2 separate regions of the Gossypium hirsutum genome follow, and region 2 is linked to region 1. A link is a contact called in public Hi-C data. All regions are on one chromosome and are shown on one strand. Each heading gives the region's core, a stretch centred on a gene start, on an enhancer-like site or on the middle of the called end of the contact. The rest is flanking DNA. Distances are from core to core; before and after follow the strand shown. Region 1 holds the start of LOC107891753 (nucleolar MIF4G domain-containing protein 1). Region 2 holds the start of LOC107891758 (splicing factor SF3a60 homolog).

Evidence for each region. Hi-C and Micro-C count contacts between places; a contact is called where the count stands out from the background.
Region 2: a Hi-C map of leaf shows a contact between it and region 1, with 1.9 times the contacts expected there. The contact joins the promoter of LOC107891758 here to the promoter of LOC107891753 in region 1. A contact is called at or near these places in 6 of 34 Hi-C or Micro-C datasets (anther, hypocotyl and leaf).

Annotation. Positions count from the first base shown.
Region 1 is chrA11:94,149,898-94,155,095 of Gossypium_hirsutum_v2.1, forward strand. It overlaps LOC107891753 (nucleolar MIF4G domain-containing protein 1), which reads right to left and starts at 3,817. Exons shown (of 12, transcript XM_016816643.2): 1 at 3,554-3,817; 2 at 2,717-3,476; 3 at 2,561-2,628; 4 at 2,092-2,174; 5 at 1,224-1,323; 6 at 497-582; 7 at 1-23. The coding sequence starts at 3,646.
Region 2 is chrA11:94,311,733-94,317,218 of Gossypium_hirsutum_v2.1, forward strand. LOC107891758 (splicing factor SF3a60 homolog) reads right to left here and starts at 2,639. Exons shown (of 13, transcript XM_016816659.2): 1 at 2,249-2,639; 2 at 1,475-1,722; 3 at 1,273-1,386; 4 at 979-1,083; 5 at 713-855; 6 at 486-582; 7 at 106-270. The coding sequence starts at 1,648.

The sequences.
Region 1 (5,198 bases), core at 2,567-5,066:
TCAGAAAATCGTATATTAAGTCACTGGGAAGCAATCATCAGAAATACCGCTATGAGAATAGTGTTTTTAATACATCAAAAGGCATACTTAAATGTATGCTAAGTTAGATTCCTGCAGCCAGCTCTAGAACAATAATGTAATCACCATGAAGCAGCAAGTATCAAAGATGGTAGAAATGCAAATTGGGTGAAGAATCGCTTATATTGCCATGACAGAGCAGTCATAAAGGTATGAAAATATAGTAGGTAATTTCATGAATCAGAAAATTGTGAAGCATGATAACAACATCCAATATCATTCTACATAGGACTATAATAATGCTTTCTGGCGGCCATGATGGCTTGCATCCTATGCATCTGACCACAGTGGCATCATGATAGAGAATAGAGCATTAAAGAAATGCTCTTAACCATGAACCTATTCACTTCTTGCCTTGGAAATGCTTTCATTAAGAGTATCCTAATGAAAAAAAAAAAGATTTGCTGAGAGCACCTACCACGAGCAAACTCCAAAAATGCAGAGATAAGACAGCAAAAGAGTGAGATTTCTCAACGAAAGATTGTCTTCTTTGAGATACTCTTCCTGAAAAGGAAAAACAAGTTAAACATTTAAAAATGCAGCAGTGCAACCAGGATAGTGATGTAGAACACAAATATGCTAACCGTGGGATTATAGCTTACTTATGATTTCATTTTGTCACTCTGCTTGTGTTTATAGGCAAATTGTAGCATCTTATAGGTCTAGGGTTATGTTTGGAATTTTTCAATTATATTAGAGTCCAGCATCTTAGCGTGGTTTTATTTATCCTATTATGTTTGGTTTTTTAAGTCAAGTTTATCAGCATTCTAATGAAGTATTAATATTGCAAAGAAAATACTTGAGACCCTTAAAAGAAGATTGCTAAACTAGACTTCAAAACAAAACCTACTAGCATAAAGGAACCACACGAAGATACTAACCCTAATATGAAAGTATAAAACCAAACATAACCCTAGATTTATAAGATACTAGATAGATTGGCCCCACAAATACAACAGTAACAAAATAAAGTCTTAAGTACCTTAATCCTATAATTAACTTATTTCTGTTCAATATCAAATACTCTAGAAGGTCCAAAGTACCAATCATATATATTATACATACATAGTAATGCTTGATAAACAAGTATAAATTACAATGAAAGTACGTTAAACAAAATTACTACTTAATGTGGAAGTACTTACCTCAAAAATCTTGGCAAGTAAAGCCATAAGTTTTGCGCTGAAATCCACGCCAACTAAAGAAGCCATGCCAGCAATGAAAGCTGCAAAAACTGCAGCATGCCTTTACAAAGAAACAAACAACATTAACTACATATACAACTGCTGCAAGGAGAAGAAAAATGAAAACAAGTACGACAATAAAATCCTAGCTAACCCGACGAATGGTAGTATGCAACAAACATGATATTCTGCTAATGTACTCTAATAAGGATCACAAGTATTGCATCTAGAAGGTAAATCACTTGTGCTTGATAAGGAATACAGTTATTACCACATGAAGAATGTATTGTTGGAATGAGAAAGTGGAGCTTCAAATCACACTATAAATATGCTTTCCACAGCTGTGTAGCTACTATTTTGGCTATATATATTGTGGAAAGATAGCAACAATAATTATTATTCATCTGACTTCCATTATAGCTATTCTAACCAAAAATAACGACAAATTAAAAATAAACAATAGTGATTTACCTTCCATTATTAATATTTCAACTGTTTCTTCCTCTGATTAACAAATATCAAATTGAATATTAGAATAACAATTACATCATGTTTAGTAAGCAAAAATTCATAAGAATTAAAATTTACTTTACTTGTCATAGTACAATGTCAAGTGCAAATTAACAATCAATGGCAATAAGTATAGGCACATTAAACAAAATTCCCATACATAGCATACATATAAACTGAAAAATTAGGTACTTTAAAGGAAAGATGACAGAATTAAAGAGGAAGGAAACCTTTTAGGAGAAAAAAAAAAAAGAAAGGACTTTTTTTACTTATAATGGAGAATTATACAAATAAAGAGATAGGCAAGATTGCTCTTAACTGTTCATTGCCACGTGGACCATTGTAACAAGATGCCAAGACCTCCTCACTGATAATCTGGGAGCTAACACTGCGACTAACAGACTGTCAAAGAGTAAAATTATATAGTTAACATTATACCTTTTAATTTCCAAATGTAAAAGCAGAGGATACTGCATAGGCAACCGCATGCTAATTTCTTTGAAAACCTATCACAAGAATGGAAGTTGTTTTGGTATTATATTAACTTCCTTAAATTAACCAACAAACTCGTAAATGCAGTTTCAGTAAAACCACAGCCCCTGTATTAACCTAGTTGGAAACAACTGTACCAGTTTTATGCACTTATGCTAGAAAAGATTAATATAACAACCAATTATATTTACTCAGAGTGAGAGTGCATATATAGCTTAAATCAATTGCAGTAAGATTCAGAAGGCTTGATATGAAGTCTATTGAAACAAAAAGCTATAGACAGCATAGCAGCATACACGAAAAATTGAGGCCATTTCTCCTGTAATTGATTCCACGTTAGATTCAGAAAGCCTATTAAGAAGACCTGGAACATAGAGAAAAATAAGTGGCATGTCAAATTCCAAAAACGAGAAGTGAACTTACTAAAGTTCATTAAAAGTGAATATCCATACCTCGTACACGTCTGCGCATTCGAGTCTGCTCCTCTGATTCATTCTTTGTCTGGGATCTCAAGTGAGGAGCAACATATTTCCCGCTGCTCTCCATTCCAAGAGCCTTAGTTGAAATTTCACCTGACGCTACCTCTGCATTGTGGCATTCAGAATGCGGGGTAACAGAAAGGGCAGTTTCACCCACAATGTCACTTTCTTGTCCTTGCAGCAAAGACTTCCTCTTCTTACGCCTCTTTTGTGAAGGTGCCTTCACAGGAATTTCTTCCACTGTTGTCTCTGAATACTCCTCCCCTTCGGAAGCTTCATTAGTTGAGTCATCTCCAATATCATCTTTGATAGCCTGCTGCACTGACTTTTTCTTTTTTCGTTTCTTACTTAAAGAATGGTTCACAGCTTCCTCATCAGAAAATCCTTCAAATAAAATATTAAGCCCATCATCATCTCCCCTTAATTTACCACCCTTCACCTTAAGTTTCTTAGCAAGTTTCTTCTCCAATTCCAAGTCCTCTTGTGCAAGCATGTCCGAATTTGGCATCTCCATTTCAAGATACTCCTCGAACTTGGTTTTCGATGTTCTTTTCAAATCCTTCTTCGCTTTAGCTATCTTAGATTCATTAGCATCATGATCTTCCTCAGACTTCAATTCACTAACTCGTTGAACAATATCATTTTCTTTAACAAGCTGCATTCGTGAATTCTTTATTTTGTTCCCCTTTTTCGACTTTAAATTCCCTGCTTTTCTCTTCATCCTCAGTGATTTCTGTAATCATAGAATTAACATCATATAACAGAGAGTGACCTTAGTTGTCCTACAATTTTTTTCCTAATTGTTCTCACCTTCGTTACCAGGACTCGGCAATCTGGGTGCAGGACCTGTGTCGACACTACCCGACACGGATTCCGACACAGGATACGGGTCAGATCCAGCATAAACTAGCGGACACGGCGGTGAATGCAAACTGAGATGAGAAGAGAAGAAAACAAAACTGATTTACGGAGACGAGACAGAGAAGAGGGACGATGGTAGGAGGAAGATGATAGAAGAAAGAGGAAAGACGGTTCAAAATAAATGAACAAAAATGTAGGGTTACTAAACGCTGTACTCTGGTGGCAAAAAAAAACTTGTACCCTATATTATATTTAGGTTAAACTACAAAAATAATCCTATATCTTTGTTTAAGTTTACGTCTTGGTCATCAATGTTTCAATTCTAACAAGTAGGTCACAGGCGTTATCAATTAATAACAATTTGGTCACTTTCCATTAGCAGCCATTAAGTGTTGGACAAATACATAGCTGGCCCATCAAATGGTGACGTGGCTTTCATGTTATTATCACATAATTTAAATATATATTTTTAAATTTTTTTCTTATTATTTTTCTTCCTTTTATAACTCTATCCACCATTGTCGAGAGCTTCTATCAAAGGCCACCAAAATGAAGATCTTCATTCTTCAAAAATCTTCATCCTCATCAAAGTTCATTTAAAAAACACAGTTCTTGTTATTTAAGCAGCCTGAAGGTTAATTACTGAAGACTTGTCAATATCCAGTTTTGAGATATCAATTACTTCACTTGAATCAAGTTCATGTCGAACTGGTTGCAATAACAATCAACAAAACACATATATTAATAGAATTGAAAGCATTGTAATTTTGAAATTATTATTACCATGGGTGTAAGACCTGAAATTTACGATTATTGGAAAAGTGCATTTTCGAGTCATTGTTCTAGTAAAACGGGTTCATAAATATGTATTAAAAATATTTACGAAGTTAATTGTGAGGTTAATTAGGTTTTGGCTAGGCAAATTAGCTTGAATTAAGGTTAATTTAGTGTAAGGATTAAATTGAATAAAACGTGAAAGTTTAATTGTAGAATAAAGAAAAGATGAGGGACTAAATTAGCAATTAAGCCATAAGTGCCAAGTGTGTGGTAAAAATAAAATACATATGTATTAAATAATATACATATACATTTGTAATAAATATATGTATTTACTTTTAATTTAAGAAATAATTATTTAGTTAATATAATATAATCTAATAAAACATAAATTAAATAAAGAAATAAAGAAACAAAGTTAGAAAAGAAATAGAATAGCCAAACCAAAAACAGGGGAGAAGAAAGAAAAGAAAGAAAGAAATGGGAAATAGGGGTTTCAAGGTTTAAAGCTTAATAGCTAACGTTGAACCGGAAACATTGGCTAAAAAGGGAAAAGAGAAAGTCAACAACGAGTGACTCAAAAAAATACGGTTTGTATTTCTATAATCCGAATTTAATTATTAATTGTTGAATTTTGATTATATGTGTATGAAAAGATATTAAGGTAAGTATTAGTGTTTTGATATTGAATTGAATGTATGTGAAATTGTGATTAATATGAATTTGAATATTGGATAATTGTGGTGTTGAATTGAATAAAATGGAATTGAATTGAGTATTATTTGTTATTATATTGATACTGAATTGAGACTACGAT
Region 2 (5,486 bases), core at 1,389-3,888, 160 kb after region 1:
GAAATGGAAAACTCACATTTCTAAGCACTGAACTGAAGAGATTGGAGTCACTACAACAAAAAGTGTCTAGCAATGATGAACATAATCAAAGAGGACCAAAATTACCTCCTTTAACTTTTCTGGACCCACTTCCATAAGCTCTTCAACTGTACTGTAATAATCAAGATCAATCATGGTATGTTGCGCAGGATCATCTTCATTTTCTTGACCTTGCTTTTCCCATCCTTGTACCTGGCCATTAGCCCACTGCTCCTCAAACTCAGCCTCAACCTATCACAAACCACCATAAATGTATTTCAATTTATCAGAACCATTTTATTTATAGCTCACGTAAGACTCATCACTCATGTCAATTCTTTTTCTAAAAAATCAATAACCCCATGTTACAAAATAGGTTCGAGTTTAGCATCATAGCATCCTAGTGTTTAAGAATCTATTTTTGGATAAAGATATTCAATTAACTTTTGATGTAAATAATATGAAACCTTGGAAAAGATTCTGTCAAGATCTTGCAGTGGTTCAGTCCTCTGAAAGAAGTAAATAAGATACTCCAGCAAATTCTCCATGTACTCTCTGTATTGCCTATAGATAACAATATTTGTAAATACAGTATAAGAAGCATGCCAAATAAGTAGAACCGCAGAAAGAAATTAAGCTGTGGTAAAGCACCTAAAGAAAAGCAAGATTAAAAATAGAATTGAGCATATTTTACCGTGTTGACTTCAATTTCCAAGGGATATTGTGCGGCTGTGAACAGACGTCGAGGTAAGCTGAGTATTCAATTTTGGATCCAAATTTAGAATTAATGTACTGATTGAACAATTCGTGCAGGTCCAGGTACCGACCAAAGGCTTCCTGAAATGAATAGCTAACAAATAAGACCAGATGGCAGAAAGAAAATACCACATAAAATAGGAAATTACAGCAACAAAAGGTGCTTAATTGTATGCAAGTGTTGGGGAGGGGGTGAGAAGAGACCTCGCCACTGAACTCAATAACTGGTTCTTCCTTGAGTAAAGCCTCATCATCTTCATTAGCATTGACAAGTCGAGCAGCCGGGTGCTTTCTATGGTACTCACGAATCTGCATTTGAGTAATAATTACTTCACTAAACATCAATTTTGGATTAAATTTCTCCTCCTTTGCTAAAACAAAAACTTTGAAAATCAAAATCACTCAGATTTATTCATGCTTCTAAGAAAAAAGCAGGATTAGTACAAAATTCCAGGTTAGCATTTTTGTCTCCAGGTTAAAAACAAAGTAAACAGTTACCTCCTTCAATCTATCATAAAATGCACTAAAGACATTAATTCCAGTAGCCGTTTGACCTCCAAGAGCAGCAATTTCATCTTTCCTAGCATTGTCTTTATCTTCGTATATCTCAATCTGAAGCCGTTCAAAAATAAATACAAAAATAAACACAAAATAAAGATATAGCAGTAACTCAATTTCACATAGGATAGGGAAGTATTACTAGCTTCTCAGTGGTGGAGATGATGGTGTCAATATTATTGCGGACGCGGTGGCTCTGATACAATCTATCTTTGGCAGTAGGCGGATCATTTTGCAGGTCCTTCACTATAAGCCGCTCAAGCTGTTCCACATCTTCATGAGCAGCCCGAGTCACCTCGAGTAGAGTCGAGGACATCTCGGCTTCCGGTTGGCTTAGCTGATTCAACCAGTCTAGGGTTTGTTTATCTCAGCCAATAATTAAAACAGCACCTGAAAAAGGCATAAAGGAGGTTAGTAAGAGAGAGAGAGTACAAGGAAACAAAGCTGCGCCAACCCAACAACTCTCTCCTCTCGGCTCCCACCATCCCTACTCCCTCTCTGACTATCATCCTTAGCCCCATTGCGGCCACCAAATGGCCCTCTCTTAAACCCCTACTAACCAAGCCTTATCGAGTCCACCAGTAAACACCATCCTTCACAACCATAGTCTCACACGAAACATGTGCTCTATTGACCCCAAACTCCAGCCATTAACCCAACAACCTTCACTCACTGTTCAACATGCATCACCTAAACTACTATTAGCATCATCCCTAAACCCTGAATAACCCAGCAAACCCCCACTCAAGCCTGTCACAACCATATCACCGCACACGTACACTATCACCATTTCTAATCCCTACCACACTACCTCCTAACCGATCCCCTAAATCAACACCCATAACCAAACCAAAAGTCAGCAAACAAAGAAAGAAAGAAACCGGAGAAGCAATTAAAAGGAGGAGCCATCCCTTACAGATCTTTGAAAACCAAAGCACTAGTCAAAATCCGGATAGTGGGGAAGCCATCAAAGTCGAGGACAAGCCGCGAGTCAAAACCGGTGGCTGATTGGACGGCAGGCGAAGGCGGTGTTCGGTGACGGAGCAAGGTATTATAGAGTTATTCTAGTTTGCTTTGTCTGTGGTGAGAACTGTTTTTAGTGATTTTCTTTGTATATTTAGAAAATAGAGAATGCATGGCTTAGTTTGAGTTTGAGAAAGGCTTGAATGGTACCGATTACGGTGTTAAACAGCGGCGGCGGATTTCTTTAAGGGTTTGGATGCGATTTCTTGCGCGTGGAAGGAGAGAGGTTCTGGTAAGTGAAATGATTCATGGGAAAGTGAAAATATTTAAATGGGTAAAACTACCGTGGAGACCCTAATTTTACTAAGGGCTGATATGATGGTACAAGAAGAGAAAGACAAAAAAATACAATTTTTTTTAAAAATATTTAAAATAAATACAATTTTTATGATTATTTAAAAATATATATATATATAAAATAGTTACTTAAATTATGTATTTTTTTCGTACCTGAAACGTTTTTTTTTAAATAGGTATTTAAAGTTCTAGATATTAACGGTTAATTCTTATTAAAAAAATTCAAACCAATCAAATTATGATAAGTTAAAAATGACATTAACTATGGGATAAAAATATTTACAATTTTTAATTAAAAATTTCACATGTCATAATTTGATTGGTTTGAATTCTTTATTTACTAAGAGTTGACGGTTGGTACCTAAAATGGTAACTAAATAAAACTTTAGGAATTTACTTTGAAAAAAAAACTTTATACCTAAAGTGGTAACAGATTAAAAATATCATGTGTCACAATTTGATTGGTTTGAATTTTGTTTTTAAAGAGAGTTAACAATTGATTCCTAAAGTGATAACAGAATAAAAGTTCATGTACCTACTTTAATAAAAAAAAGTTAGGTGCTTAAATAGGAAAAGTTACATAATTTAAGTACCTAAAGTGGTAACAAATTAAAACCGTCATGTATCATAATTTGATTAGTTTGAATTTTCTTTTAACTAGAGTTAATAGTTTATACCTAAAGTGATAATAGAATAAAACTTTAGGTACCTACTTTGATTTAAAAAAAAAACTTTCAGCACCTAAATAAGAAAAATTGCATGGTTAAGTACTTTGATATTTAAGTATCTCGACATTTGAACTTGGACAAGGATAGTCATATTTATCCTAAACATGAATTTTCAAGTAATTATAAAAAAATAAAGAAAATTATTTTAAATTTAGTAAGAATTATGAGAATTATAAAAGGGTTAATATATACAAGGGTATCTTAATTTCATAAGTTATGTTAAATTAAGCTTTTATTTGATGATATGTTTTAATATAACAAATTAAAGTGTAAAGTTAAAGTTGAATAAAATTGACAAAATGATTTCTCAAATGAAGTCTAAGAGATAAAATTTTGAATCTTTACCTTAAAACTCTTAGGAAATTTTTGGATCAACCTTAAAATCAAGTTAAAAAGTATCAGTACTTTTTGGCCAAGTATCGATAGTTTTCAAAATATCAACACCTCATTTAAATATGGTACCAAATTGGCATTATGTTTGTCACAAATTCAGCTAACTATCAATTCGCTATCGATACCTTTCATATGATATAGATAAAATTTGTCTAGTACCGATATTTCAGCTCCAATAGTCACTGAATTTTGCTTTTAATGCAAAATTTATCAATACCATTTTAACTGGTATCAATACTCACTGTTGTAACTGAATTAAATGCATTGGTTTTTACATCCCCAATGGCTTTATTCATATCTCCAACAACCACAACAGTTGAAAATCAATTAGGGGTATAAATACTAGCTTCTAAAGATCCTACAACAACAAGAAAGCATATTCAAGTAAAAAGATCAATCAAACAACCGTTGTGCCAAATATTTCCATGCTTTTCTTTCATACACTTGTGATCTTTATTTTTATTCCATTTGCTCAAGTGTTCTTCATTGTAATTGAATTTAATTTGCATACACATTGATCTAGTAAGGATTATTTCTTTGTTTGCTTCTTTTTTTATCTTTGAGAGAGTTTGTTCTTAAGGTTTGAGTAGAAACCTTAAGTCAGTTTGTAAGGTTAAACCTTGTCCTCAAAGGTTATCAAATTAGTGAATTTGAGAAACTCCTTAGTAGTGGAAAGCTAAGGTAGTGGAGTAGGCAATTGGGACCGAACCACTCCAAATTCTTGTGTCAAAATTTTCTATCCTTTCTCTCTAGCTTTCACAAAGATTTTAAAAGTTAATTCACCCCCTCTTGGAAATTTCGGTTTGATTATTTGATCTAACAATTGATATTAAAGGTAGTCTCTTTTAGATGGGTTAACAACTAAAGAGGAGATCCTTGAGGAAGCTCAACAATCATCAACTCAATTCCTACAATGATGTCTACTTCTGGCTCAAATTTTCTTGGTGAGTCTTAATTTATGTCCAAGTCTCCTTATTTTAATGGTGTTAATTATTCATATTGGAATACAAGGATGATGATATTCATCCAAGCAAATGATCTTACGATTTGAGACATTATCATGGATGACCCTTCAATACCACTCAAGCAAGAAGGAGAACTCTTATTTCCAAAGAGTAAGAAAGAATGGAACGAAGAATATAGAAGAAGTATTCAGCTCAACGCCAAAACCATGCACACTCTCTTTTATGCACTTGGTCCGGATAAGTAGAGTAGAGTATCATCATGTTCGAGTGCCAAGGAGATATGGGATAAACTTGAGGTTAACTCATGATGGAACTAGCCAAATAAAGAAGTAAAAAGTGGGAATCCTCACTCTCAATTACCAGACCTTTAAGATGAAGCCTTAGGAGGACACCAAAGTTATGTCTGATAGATTCACCATCATCATCAACGAGCTAAAATCCTATGGAAAGACCTATCCTAATGAAGAAGTTGTGAGGAAGATGCTTTGAAGCTTGCCTAAATCATGGGAAGCCAAGGTGACCACAATTGAAAAATAAAGAATCTAGAAAAGTTGACTTTGGATGAGCTCATCAATTCTTTGTTTACATATAAGATGAGGCTCAATGAAGAGGTAGAAGAAGCTAAGAATGAGAAGAAGAAGATTGGTTTTGCTCTCAAATCTACCACCATTGAAGATAATGAATCAAGTGAAAAGGTGGATAAGGACAAAGAGATGGCCATGTTTGGTAGGAGATTCAAGAAGTTTAT